Regions from separate parts of the Triticum aestivum genome. Here region 2 is linked to region 1. Evidence: chromatin contacts called from public HiCAR-type data. All regions are on one chromosome and are shown on one strand. Each heading gives the region's core, a stretch centred on a gene start, on an enhancer-like site or on the middle of the called end of the contact. The rest is flanking DNA. Distances are from core to core; before and after follow the strand shown. Region 1 holds the start of LOC543026 (THO complex subunit 4D). Region 2 holds the start of LOC123149837.

Region 1 (2,664 bases), core at 69-2,568:
CCTCTCACACTCTCTGTCATTGGCTCGATCATGTGCTAGAAGAAGGGGAGAAAAGGTGCATGTGGATCCCCATTCCCATTCACGTCGCCTAACCCCTTTCCCATTCTCTATTTTGTGGACTCGATGATGTGTTGCAAGGAGGGGAGAGAAGGTGCACGTGGATCTTCATCCTTGTGCACACCGCCTAAGCCCTCCCACACTCTCTGTTTGTGTGCTCGATCACGTGTTGCGATGAGGGGAGAGAAGGTGTGTGTGGATGTGCTTGACGACTAGCGCTACTAGTCGCCAAGAGTTGATGTGACCAATCGCGAGTGATGCTAGGAGCGACTTGGCGATTCTACGACCTCTTATTAACGATGTTGGAAGGGGCTAGTGGAAACAACCATGGCCGACTGGTGGCGTCAAATGTTGCAACCGTAGGTCGTAGGTGCAGTGATCGACGACGTTATGTGCTGCAGACGACGTCGCTAGGCGTGACGAGCGTCCAATGTTGTGACCTGCCAGCCGTTCGGTTTTTTCGTTGGTTTTTTTCATAACAAAAGTTCATCAAAATCTATCAACATGAGATCTAGTTTTGAAGATCTCGACACATGAATCCAATGGTGAAAACGGTTCAAGATTTGGACGCATGATTTAAGAGTAAAATATTTTGAATAAACGGATCTGCGAAAAAAAGGAAAACTCTCAGCTTGCGACAAGCGGCGCACATGCTCATGCTTAATTACTTTTTTTTAGGGATTCATACCCAGTTAGTGATTTCGTACTCTATTCGGCTCTTTTTTTTTAGTAGAGCGGAGCGGTGTGAAACAGGCCCGCTAAGGACTTGCGGCTTTTAACGGGCTTTGCTGACTTTAACTTTGCAGGCCGCGGGAACTAGCGTTGAACTCGTATTGGGCCCGGCCAGCATACAAGGCGGTTTAGCCCACCGACTGGCGCCAGTTATCTCCCTCTCTCTCTCCGTGGCAGTGCTGTTCGGGAGGCTCTAGCCCTGGCCAAAGATCTGAACTTGCAGAATCTACACGTTGCATCAAACTGTAAAGTGGTGATTGAGGACATGAAGGAGCAAAACCCAGCTGGTTATGGTGCAATTCTACATGAAATAACTGACCTTGCGAATGGTTTCGTAGAGTGTAATTTTGTTCATGAGTATAGGAGCTCCAACTTCGAGTCTCACAATCTAGCGAAGCATGCTTTAAAGTTAGGGGTGGGCCACCATGTTTGGTTAGGACACCCCGGTAATCTCGTTTTTGTCCCTGTAAACATTTATCAGGATCAATAAAAGCTTCGCGTGATTGTCTAAAAAAAAAAAAGCAAATAAAAGCAGAACCCAATCCACTGGGACCCGCACCCAAGTCGTCCTTCTCTTCCACCCTAGAAAGAAAGAAGTCGTCTCTCTCCTCCCAACTCCGCATCCGCCCTCGCCTCGAGCCTCCATCGGCAAACCTCGCCGAGACGCAGACCGACCACGACACCGCCGCCGTCCAAGGCCCAGAGATCCGAGCCCCCCTCGCCCTCCCTTCCGTGCTTCCTGCCAACGACGGGAGGCGGAGAATCCCCCACCCCACAGATCCAGGATCTGCCCGCCGCCGGAGAACCCTAGAGGGTCCACCCAGGCCCGGAGGTGACTTCCCTGACCTTTCGGAACTACGCTAGCACTGGTATCACTACGAATATACTCCTACTTCGTTGATTGGGTCGCTGGCATGCGCAAAGCCCTAGCGCGGTGGGATCCCGTGGGTTCTTGGTAACCGCGGTGCATGTTTATGTTGTCATGAACGGGAGCCGGATTTATGTTCTTCCAGTTCGGTGCTGTTCGTGGGAACCCCCGATGGCGAGGCTGGGTAGCTTAGGCGCTATGGTAGTGACTATGGTGTAGACTGCTCTGTTGTTAGAAGAGTGTGATAAGAAGGATGGATGCAGAGATCTAGCCAGGCTGTCCTCGTGAACCTGATGTGTTCTACAAATTAGCTTTTCTTGTACTACTTCACTTCCTATGTTGACTGGTAAAGGTTACTTGCATTCGGATGCCTGGTGTACCTGATAACCTGATTGTTATTGTCATCCTGAACGGTGACGAAAACTTCGAGAAGACTGAAGTTTATCAGCCTATTATTCGTAGTGTATGTGTCGGACAAGCACAATAGTAGCGTAGTAGGAAGTTTGGATGAGCTGCTGCTTCTGGAGTATTGTTCCTTTTTTCTACTAGTATAGAAACCAGTGACCTTAATTTGATGGGTTTTTTTCTATATCGGTGGGTGCATCTTTGTTACTCTGCTTGCTTACACCACATCACTATTAAACTTCTTTGTCCTTGCAGGGCTTTCTCCCTATTGAATCCAAGTTTTCATTGTAATGGAGGCAGCTTTGAATATGTCACTTGATGATATGATTAAGAACAGAAGTGGGAGGGGAAGAGGAAGGGGAAGGGGACAGAGGGTTGGTCGAGGCCGAGGTGATGGCCAAAGGTCAGGCAGAGGTGATGGCCAAAGGCTAGGCCGTGGTTTAGGCCGTGGACGCGGTGCTGGAACCTTCCGTGGAAGGGGAGTGCCTTACCAAAGGCCACTTGGTGTCAATACTCGCTCGTCATCGTATGCTATTGCCAAGGCAAGCACAAAACCATCGCTGTTTTACTGTATACCCTCAAGAACCCAAATTACAATACAT
Region 2 (2,664 bases), core at 89-2,588, 150 kb before region 1:
GGAGTACCTTTCTTCACAACACAATTCCCGCTGCCTAATTCCTAACGTTCGGCACAATCAAACTAGTTAAGCTTTCACAGACATTCCAAGCACGCCACAAGCAAAGCACATTTGACCAAATCGTTCCCCCTCCTCTCACCCCAACAATTCTAATTTCCAATTGTCCGGCTCGAAATTTTCCAATAGTCAAAATATTCAGAGGCAGCAAAATTGAACAGGTAGGTAATGGTTGACCACGGGGCAGCTGGTACCTGCAACACGATAGAGTAGATCACGTCGGCGTACTTGACGGCGAGGTTGAGCGACATGCACCGGGCCGGCGCGAGCGCGTAGCAGCGTATGTGGCTCCTGGGAATATTGCCGAACGCCTTGCGGTTGTTGACCACCAGCACCGTCATGAGCGCGGCGATGCCGGAGCCGAGCGAGTGCCCGGCGAAGATGAGCTTGCAGTCGGGCCCCTGCTGGCGCAGCAGCTCCCGCAGCGTCTCCGTCTCCCTCTCCAGTATGAACTGGGCCGCCTTGAGCAGGCCGTGGTGCACGTAGCCGCCGTCGAACATCTGCATCCCGAGCTTGTTGTCCATCAAGACCTGCAACGAACGGGCGAATCGAACGGGTTCACATTCCGTTCCCGCGGAGATGAAATTCACCCTGGGCTGCTGGAATCGGGGATGCGAAGCGGGACCTTGTAGTCGGCGTTGCGGACGAGGTTGAGGCCGCGGACGGCGAGGACGACCTCGTTGCGGAGGCGGTCGACGTAGACGAGGTAGGGCGGGCAGGCGGTGCCGACCTCGTCGTAGGTGGTGCGCTTGTGGACGCCGGCGCCGTCGATCTGGGTGTAGCCGCGGGTGGCCGGCATGAGCTTGGGATTGTCGAGGTCGTCGGAGATGGCCATGATGATCTGGCAGATGCGCGGGACGGGCTCGAAGTCGTCGGGCGAGGCGGGCGGCCAGGTCTCGCTGTCGTAGGCGCCGATGTAGGTGAGGCGCTTCCACGCCCAGCGCACGCACCCCACGCACAGCACGCACTCCAGCCCGCACGACACCGACATGGCTGGCCGCCTCCCCGCGGCGCGCCGGCGCTAGGCCTCGGAGGAAGGCGCGCTCGGGCTGCTGGCTCTGCTTGGCGGGGCGCCTCCACGGCGCGGCGCGGTCTATGTGGTGGTCGCCTCGTCTCCCTCCGCCAGCCGAGCCGCCGCTGTTTTTCTATTGGATTGCTTGCCTTGGTTGTTCCGGAAGCGACGAGGTTGAGCTGGAGCGGTGGCGGTGGGCCGGTGGCGATGGTGGTGGGGTGGGGGAGGAGTGATGTGAGATGCCGCTGCGCTGTGCGCGCACTTGGGGCGGGGGGTCGGGTTTTGGTCGCCTTTTCAACGCGGCTGCGCCAGCGCTCCGCGGGCGAGGCCGAGGACCGCCGAGGATTGGTCATTGGTCTAAAACGGCAGGAGGAGACGACCAGCTGGCGTTGCTTCTCCGAAACTTCTGGCTCACCTTCTCACCCGTGTCCATTCGCATTTACACAGGAGGCCGGATTTCTCCGATGGGAGGATGTCGTAATTTCGTGGTAGTGTATGGGATATAGGGCCAGTTCTTTTCGCCCTATAATTCTAGAGAATTATCAAAACTGCCCATAAAATTGTCTGTTCAGTTCTTTTCTGTAATTCCAACTTGTAATTGTTGTATGAAGTCGTTCGGTCGAGCTGGCCGAGTGACATATTGGCTGTAATTTGAGTCCCCAATAGGGGTAGTAGTTCAAACCAAACAGTTTTCTTTTGAGGGCCCGGCTAGAATTGCCAGAATTGCCGAGTTTTCATGATTCTCAAATACACTAGCGATTCTGATAATTCTCGGATGATTCCTGGGGAAGAAACGAGTTCTTTTGCGATTGTGATTCTCCGGGCAGTAATTCTTCAGAATTGAGCCGAAAGAACTGGGCCATAAGAGGGAAGTGGACTACGAGCACTCGGCGACGCAGCCCTTCGAAATCTGTATGTCCATTATTATCTCGGAATGGGTGTACTTAATGCAATTTACTTTTGATTCTAACCAATACGAGAAGTATACAACGTGGGAACAATGAATCACATTTATTTCGGCCCCACAACTCTGCCATGGGCTCATGACACATGCGAGGAAGCTCGGGTTAAGATGGAATAGAGTAAGTTTGTGACAATTAAGTGGGAACAGGTTGACGAACGTCAACCATGCACAAAGCACATGTCAAGGACGAAGGCCAAAAGCATGAAGCTCACGACCTCAACAAGGAGGACGACGCAGGAAGCGGCCAGCTTCATGCTTGGATGCAGTACCGCTGGCTGTAGGATTGAAGGCCATGGTGCCGACGGCCTGGGAAGACGTGGTGTCACTGACCCGATAAGCTAGACCAGCGACTGCATCAATTTTCTCATCATCAACGGCATAATCTTACACTGGCTTTTTTCTCACACATTTCTCGCTGGTCGCGTCCACATGGTGCGCGGCAAGCTCGAGTGACTACCTAGTTCGTCCTCAACGTTGTTCCTCGCCGGCGGCATGGTGTTCCTTGTTCCTCCTGGCTTTTTCCCACATCCACATTGTTGAAGGAGGAGACTAGGAGCAAAAAGAGAAGAGGGAAAAGTAGAAACAGGAAGAAGAACATGTGCAGTGTCACTTATGGTGGAGAAGAAAGGGC

What was found. HiCAR-type assays count read pairs that join an accessible place to other places.
Region 2: a contact with region 1 is called in a HiCAR-type map of leaf, with 7 times the contacts expected there. The contact joins the promoter of LOC123149837 here to the promoter of LOC543026 in region 1. A contact is called at or near these places in 2 of 5 Hi-C or Micro-C datasets (both in leaf) and 1 of 1 datasets of contacts at active chromatin or transcription factors (leaf).

Annotation. Positions count from the first base shown.
Region 1 is chr7A:171,648,615-171,651,278 of IWGSC CS RefSeq v2.1, reverse strand. LOC543026 (THO complex subunit 4D) reads left to right here and starts at 1,318. Exons shown (of 7, transcript XM_044569576.1): 1 at 1,318-1,621; 2 at 2,318-2,604. The coding sequence starts at 2,353.
Region 2 is chr7A:171,795,368-171,798,031 of IWGSC CS RefSeq v2.1, reverse strand. It overlaps LOC123149837, which reads right to left and starts at 1,338. Exons shown (of 6, transcript XM_044569580.1): 1 at 683-1,338; 2 at 252-587. The coding sequence starts at 1,048.